3 separate regions of the Zea mays genome follow, and regions 2 and 3 are each linked to region 1. The links are chromatin contacts, called in public Hi-C maps. All regions are on one chromosome and are shown on one strand. The core of a region is the stretch at or near the end of the contact, and the rest is flanking DNA. Distances in the headings are between cores, read along the strand shown.

The links. Hi-C and Micro-C count contacts between places; a contact is called where the count stands out from the background.
Region 2: a Hi-C map of ear shows a contact between it and region 1, with 5 times the contacts expected there. The contact joins the enhancer-like site here to the promoter of LOC103647073 in region 1. A contact is called at or near these places in 3 of 25 Hi-C or Micro-C datasets (ear, endosperm and leaf).
Region 3: a Hi-C map of ear shows a contact between it and region 1, with 5 times the contacts expected there. The contact joins the promoter of LOC103647074 here to the promoter of LOC103647073 in region 1. A contact is called at or near these places in 2 of 25 Hi-C or Micro-C datasets (ear and leaf).

What each region holds. Positions count from the first base shown.
Region 1 is chr2:147,116,954-147,119,495 of Zm-B73-REFERENCE-NAM-5.0, forward strand. It overlaps LOC103647073 (polyubiquitin), which reads right to left and starts at 1,277. Exons shown (of 2, transcript XM_008671635.4): 1 at 1,177-1,277; 2 at 1-609. The coding sequence starts at 608.
Region 2 is chr2:146,720,311-146,722,852 of Zm-B73-REFERENCE-NAM-5.0, forward strand. No RefSeq gene overlaps it. Among protein-coding and RNA genes, the nearest start is that of LOC542051, 55 kb to the right of the region's middle. Within about 2 kb of position 1,276, at least 18 of the 20 cell types and tissues checked have an H3K27ac peak or open chromatin away from gene starts, as enhancers often do. A contact at or near this core is called in ear, endosperm and leaf, where this site is marked.
Region 3 is chr2:147,427,842-147,430,383 of Zm-B73-REFERENCE-NAM-5.0, forward strand. It overlaps LOC103647074 (G-box-binding factor 1), which reads left to right and starts at 1,267. Exons shown (of 4, transcript XM_020549333.2): 1 at 1,267-1,518; 2 at 1,633-1,827; 3 at 1,928-2,071; 4 at 2,183-2,394. The coding sequence starts at 1,354. The coding sequence ends at 2,293.

The DNA of each region.
Region 1 (2,542 bases), core at 27-2,526:
GCCAGGGTGCGTCTGCCCTCAAGACGCCTGCCGCGAAAGATGATGCGCTGTTCTAGGGGTGGGATGCCCTCCATTTCATAGATCTTCACCGTGATACTGTTGACGGTATCTGAGCTGTCGACCCTAACAGTGGTGGTCTTTCCGTTTTGCATCTTCACAAAGATCTGCATTGCGTCACTTGTACTTGTACATGGGTGGATGACAAGGAGAAGCGTGGACTCGTTGCAAATGTTGTAGTCCGCCAAGGTGTACTTGCCCTCTAGCTGTTCGTCGCCAAAGATGAGGCATTGCCGACCCTTGGGAAATCCCTCGTTGTATTCAATCTTGTCCTTTATGATGTCAATAGTATCTAAGCTATCAACATCAAGAGTGATGGTTAGGCCTTTTAGCGTCTCCTTCACATAGATTTGCATCTTTTCTTGGAGGTCAAGCGTGGATTGATGCTGGATGTTATAATCAGCCAGTGTGAGGTTATCCTCCATCTGCACTCCTTCAAAGACAAGGTGGTATTTTTCTAAAATCTTTTTCTTAACTGTATGCAAGGTATCGTCAGGTTGGACCCTGAGGCAAATCATCTTGCCGCTGGGGCTCCTCACGAAGATCTGCATTCTGAATGAGCACACCCACCAAACATCATCAGTTGTTTTAATGTAGACAAAAAGAATGCTTTGATACAACTTTTAATTATTTGAGCTATACAACAATGCACAAAAAGCGCCAACATTTCCAATAGGCACCACCTTAAAAATAACATGGCTCACATTGAAGAGAGAAACTGAATGTGTTAGTTCACATTTTTGCTGAATACACTTTCTACTTGCCAGCCAGAATGCATCGATCTAATTGGAAAACAAAATTTGCAGCAATGCAGCCCTTCGTATGAACCAGCAACTGAATTCAACAGAAGACCCTTTCATCTTTCTTCTGTTTAGGCTATAGAACAATTAATATCCAAAAAAACAACAACTCAAACAGGTTGTAGAAGAAGATAAATTGAGAGTCCTCACAACGAATCATTTGAGACGAGACACAGATTCCAGCCAATACTCCAGTAATCCTACTACCTGACACAGTGACACTGACACTACGCTTGCTATATATAGAGAGATCACCGGACACCGGTACCACAAATACGAATAAGACTGCTAGTATAGAGATTAGAGCTACCTCGTATACCTAAAGCCCACAAAGACGGCTTGTTCCTCGGATCCGTGGGCGTTCTTCGTTCCGCCGGAGTGCCCAGAGAGATGGAAATTGAAGTGGACGGGCGATGACTTAGCTAGGGTTGGTGATAAGATGCATTTTATAGTCGATCGTGCTGGGCTGCTGGCTGTTTGGATATGGGCCAGGCCGGGGCGGCGTCTCTCCATACACATATTTTCATGTACGTAATATCCAAAAGGAAAACTAGCACTCACATTTAATATATAGTCCATCGTGCTGGGCTGCTGGCTGACTTCGACGCTCATTATTTAATTGGATATGGGCCAGGCCGGGGTGGCGTCTCTCCATACACATATTCTCAAATACTCCGTTACATAATAGAGTTCGTTTTACCATTTGCTTTTTTTATCTACTATATTTAAATAAATGATAATAAATCTAGACATATTTATAAAACAGATACACTTGTTATTGTATAGATCCAATAAAAGACTAAAACGAATTTTAATTTGGAATAAAGAGAGTACGTAATATCCAAAAGGAAAACTCCAACCCGCACGCCACGTGTTAAGATGAGCGCGCGACCGAGCCTGGTCTACCTTTGGCCTGCTAGTCGTGGCCCACTCCACTTCGTATTCCTCTTCCAGCCCTCATTGTCGTCGCCGAGGAGCCGAGCCTAGAGAGCAGGCGGAATGTGGGGGAGCAGCCGATGGCAAAGTCGCCTCCAGGCGGGGTGGTGGTTGATGCCGGCGGGGCATAAGGTTAGGATTTCGGGTTGGGTTCCATTATTCACTAGCTTAGAGGGAGGGTTTTAAGGCGGCGATGGTTTGGCGGTGGAGTCGGTTTGGTCGCCGGTCAGGCAGGTTCGGACAACTAGTGGGCGGTTGTGGGCAAAATTGCTTATTTGGGTTCTTATATGTTGCTTCTCAATAAAATACCCCACTAACATTGTCAATAGCTAAAATACCCCACAAATACGAGTGCCTCTCGCCGAATTACGCCACCATTAGCCTGGCCTTGGTACATTACAATTATACCCCTGTTAATCACCCTATTAACGCAATATCTCTCGTCCTCACCTTCTTGTTGGTGCCGATCCGCGCGCCAATCACATCGATGAATATCAGTTGCGGTGCCCTCTACGAAGGTGCAGACGGTCCGAGGCCGAGGGCCGGACGGTCCGCGACCTGGCGCCAGAGCTAGGGTTTCTGTCTGACGAGCCGGACGGTCCGCGCATGCATAGGGGCGGCGGAGTTCACCGAACAGCGCTAGGATCTCGCTCCCTGGAGGGATCCCATTGTGGAGGAGAGATCCTAGGGTTTGTCTTGGGATCGGCAGGCCACCCAAGACGCCTCTAAACGACGTAGAGCCGGAGAGA
Region 2 (2,542 bases), core at 26-2,525, 400 kb before region 1:
GAAATGGTATTTTCATTGGCGGTTCTCTTAACCAAACGCCAGTGTAAATAACTTTCTATGACGGTTGTGTTAAGAGAATCGCTAGTGGAAAAGTTTTCACACCTAAGCTTTTATAACACCCTAAAATTCTATTTTGGGTAAATTAGGAAAGCTCATTTTGTGACTCAAAAAAATATTTTCAAATAAGAGATTATATAAAATATTCTTATTTGAATTAAATTACCCTTCTTAAAAATATATAGTTAATGACTATCCTCTAAAATAATTAAGTAAATCTATCTTAATCTAGCTTTCATATAAGAAGTTACACTCTCTTAAAAATAATTATATGAAGGATATAGATTTAGGTTATTGTTAATATAAACTTTGGCTATGTAATTGAACTATTTTCTTAAGCTAAATATTATGGTGAGGTACATTGAATAAATCATACTTTATTGAATAGTATGTTTTGTTTCAGGGACAAAAGAATTAAAAAAATGTATATATATAATAATCGCATTGTTATGCTGAGACTTCTATTTGATACATCTAATATATGCTTGAAGTTCATAATCAAACTTGGATTTGAAATAAGAAAAAAAAGAAGAAAACAGAAAAAAGAAATGAAAAATGGGCAAACTGGTTCTTGGGCTATTTTCCCTCCCCCTTGGCCCAGTTACCCTTTCCCACCGCCCTGGCCCACTCCCAACTCACCCCCACGCCAGCCCACCTCCACCTCTGTCATCGCTGACATGTGGTCCCCATTGGTCGGCCACTCCGCACACACGATCTAGCGATGGGCCGCTGGCTTGTGGGCCTGATAGGCCAGCGTTCCGCGTGCGCGTATCTGTCTCGGCCGAAACCAACATGTGGAGCTAGTTTGTCAGGAGTCCTTCACCACCAAATCTGCGCGTAACAAACCCATGCGCGTCCGTCGGGGCATGTTCACCGGCCGCCGCGGATTCTGCCGCTACGAACTCTACCGCCGCGCTATAAAAACCTGAGGCCTCTAGCCCCCTACCAACATGGGCGCCCCAAGATCGCGTCATGCCTCGTCACCGAGAACCGAGGGGATCAGTGCGGAAGAAGAGTTGCCGCCGCGAGGGAAACTGGGGAACGTCATCGCTCGAGCTGAAACATGGGGTCAGGGAGCTTCGCATTCTCTTGAGGAGCGTGTCGATGGTTATCGTTGAGCTTTGGTGGCCAAGAATCGGTGGCAATTGCTTGCTGGGCTTGGTGAGGACAGCCCTGCCACCATCCATCGTCGATGGGTGTCTGTGCGGCCCAATAGCTGGTAACTACCCGCCCCTGTAGTTCGCCTTGTCATGTTCATAGCGTAGAACCGATCGTTCATGATAATGGTGTACCGGGGTGCCAGTGCTGTTTGCCAACCATGGCCGCTGCCGCCGCATGGGCCCTCTACGCCATCATTGAGGGCTTGTTCGGTTCTACCCCAATCCATATGAATTGAGGGGAATTGAGGGGGTTTTAATCCCTAGTAAGTCAAAATCATCTCCAATCCGTATCAATCCCCTCCAATTCATATGAATTGAAAATAACCGAACAAGCCCTGAGAGGGCAGGGTTGAGGCAGAAGAGTGGTGGCCGTCAGTCCTTGGATCGACGGTGGAGATTGAGGCTAAGGGATAAAATTTGGTGGGTGGCACGTGTACCGTGTATCTCGTTATTTGTGGCCAGGATTAAAGGATCCATACCCCTCCTTCATGTTCTGATTTGGCCCGTTGGATCGAAGACGAGAGGAGAAGATTACATATGGGCGTGGGTCATCTCGGGCTGTTGATCCGTGATCCAACGATGGTGGATGAGTACTATTCACATGAGAGTAATTGGGTGGCTAGGATGGCTGCATACCCTCTTCGGCCTCGGCAATGTGCAAAAGAGCCCTTAGACTTTTTACTAATCAACCTGTCGTCCACTATATTCAAAGAAACATAGCAACTAGGTCCTAAAATTTGTAGGTCACCCCCTAAGCTCCTAGAAAATTGTGGCCACAGCCCAAAGGTTAATAAAGTGGGTAAAATTAATAAAGAAAATGATTTTTAGTATACAAATAATTCTAAAAACTTGTTTAATTCATATTTATTTCATTTTAACTTCTTTTTGATCCATTCCAGTTGCATTAAATTTATATTAATAATGTTTAGCATCTAGCAACCTTATTTTGTTATGAAACATATGTTAAAATTATACACTTAGTTTGTTCTATATTAAAGACCCAAATCTTCAGAAAATCATAACTTTATAACCGTGACTCCGAACTTAGCGGTTCTCGAACCTAGGATCTCGTTACGACGCGTAGATCATTATTATGCAGTCTGTTCTTATGTTTGGTGTGATGTTAGTTTTGCCTATACCATGTTTGCTTGTATTGCTACAAGAATAACAGTGAGGTCACAAGAATTTGAAGATCATCTTGGTACCTGGAATCTCGAGTCCCAAGCAAGTTGTGCCCTTGATCACTCCTTTTTACCTAATAATATTCGCTGTTAATCACTACGACATGCTCAGGTTAATTTGACAGGACCTAATAGGTTTCCCTA
Region 3 (2,542 bases), core at 17-2,516, 310 kb after region 1:
GCCTGAGCTACGAGAGATGGACACTGTACTGGGCTGGTTGGTCGAGCACACGGACAAGCTCAGCAATCAGTGGTCAGCGCACGCTTCTCCCTCCCCCGTCAGACCAATCAGGCACCAGGCATCAGCACCAGGTGAGGCGAGGCCCTAATCTAGAGATGGCAATGGGGACCCGATCCCCGATTCCCCGCGGGGAATTCCTCTATTAGGGGACGGGGATGGAGAAATTTCTTCCCCCACGGGGATGTAAACGGGGAAAATTTCTCCCCCGACGGGTAAACGGGGATGGGGATGGGGAAGCATTCCCCATCCCCGTTCCCCGCGGGGACCCGTTAAACTTACATGTGACGATGTTTTCATATAATAGTTAATGATACAAAATAAATAATTATCTTGCCAAGAGATCACTAGTTGTACAAATGCGTTCATTTTAATGTACACATAATGATTTTTACATCTAACAATGTGTATAAGTGAAAATGTTTTACATTAATAACAAATTAAGTATGATCTAATTATAATTTAAGCGGGGACGGGGATCCCCGATGGGGATTTATCCCCGCGGGTAACGGGGATGGGGAAGAAATGTCCCCCGCAAGCGTTCGTGGGGATCCCCGCGGGGAAGTTTTTTCGTCGTGGGGACGGGGATGGGGAGCCAAAACCCGACGGGGAATTCCCCGTTGCCATCTCTACCCTAATCTGACAGAAATGCTGCCTGCCGTGCCGCAGGCCCAGCACGCAGTATCGCCGAGCCGGATTGGGTTGCGCCTTGCGCGCGCCGAACGGCCGAAGCGAGAGCATGGTGTTCCAGACGCTTCCGGCGTGGCGGCGGCCACCCGGCCGGCGCAGGGGCGCGGCACGTCGCGACTCGCTCGAGTGGGACCGTGAACCGCGTCCAGCTCTGAGCCTGAGCCCTGAGCCTGAGCCTGAGCCAAGCCAACAAAGGCGCTGCGCACCGGGCTGACACGCGGGGCCCTCGTCCCGCCCGGCTCGGCCCACGAACCGCCCGCCCGCCCGCTCTCCGCAGTCTGCATGCCGGTCGCGGGGGCGCCCGGCCTCCGCGTGTCCCCCGAGCGCCTGCTGCGTGGAGGTGAGCCCGGGCGGCGCGAGCCTCTCCGACACGTGGCGGCCGCGCACGGGCGAGGCGGGCTCCACAGGGCGCGACGGGGGTGGCCGCCTGCCCGCGAGGCGGCGCGGGAGATATTTAAATTCTGGCTTTCCCTTGGGGCACTTGGCACCGCTCCTCCGCCGTTCAACCCTCTTCTCGCCTGATCGCCTCCCGCACGTACCTCTCTATATTTGTTTCTCCCATCCATGCGAAGCTCCGGCATCTAGCTAGCAGGTCGCTCGATCGCCATGTCCGACGATAGCGACGGCCAGCGGCAATGCCGCCGGGGCGTCACCGTCGACGTCGAGCTCGGCGCCGCCATGGCGCTTGCCGACATGGCCGGGGTCGCCGGACCGGGCGGCGAACAGCCGCCGCCCGTGCGGCGCGCTACTCCCGCTCCTTCTGCTCACCAGGTGAATGATTACAACCGCCGTCGCCGTCACCGTCGCAGCGCTTTGCTTGCTCTATTAAGATTTAATCGTAACTCCTAACTAACGTACGAATAACTCTCCACGACCGGCGACCAGGAGGACGAGGCGAGCACGCGGCTGAGCCTGGAGCTAGGGGAGGTGAGCATCCAGGCCTCCCCGTGCTCCAGCAGCTCCAGCTTTGGCGGGCACCCGCCGCCGCCGCCGTCCCACCAGGCGGCGTACCAGCAGCCCGCCGTACCGGAGCCAGCGACGACTGGCTACGGACCCCGGCCCCGGCACGCGGTCACCGAGGTATGTAAGTAAGTACCTAGCTGCTCGCCCGTGCTTCGCGGCCGGCACAATCGCGCGCGACTCCGTAACCGACCGCCGTCTTCACCACCGTGCGTGACAGGCCGAGAAGGAGGCGAAGCGGCTGCGGCGCGTGCTGGCCAACCGCGAGTCCGCCCGCCAGACCATCCTCCGCCGCCAGGCCATCCGGGACGAGCTCGCCAGGAAGGTCGCCGACCTGTCGTCGCAGAACGAGAGCATGAAGAAGGTAGGTACCACCGCACCTTGCTCGGCGGCGGCGGCATCTGGTGTAATGTCGTCTTCACGTACGCCGCTCTTTCGATCGAGTTGCACTGATGAGCCGACGGCCACGGTGCAGGAGAAGGACGTGGTCATGGAGGAGTACCTGTCGCTCAAGGAGGCGAACAAGCAGCTCAAAGAAGAGGCACATCGCTTTCCTACCTTTCATGCTCGATCTATACTTGAATAAAATCTCTGCGTAATCCTGTACTTGACTCGGCAGATGACGTAGCATCACTCACCTGGTTTACTACGATTATAGTAACGATGTTGCCATTGTTAGGCAGACAACCTCTCTACTTGTTCCCCTCAAACGAGGACACATGTGCGCATGACTTGCACTGCACTTTTTCGCCTTTCCTGTTTCTGCCCACCACTACCAGTGCTCTACTCATGCCGTACACCTGGCTCCTGCTGCTAGTCGTGTTCGAATTGCATG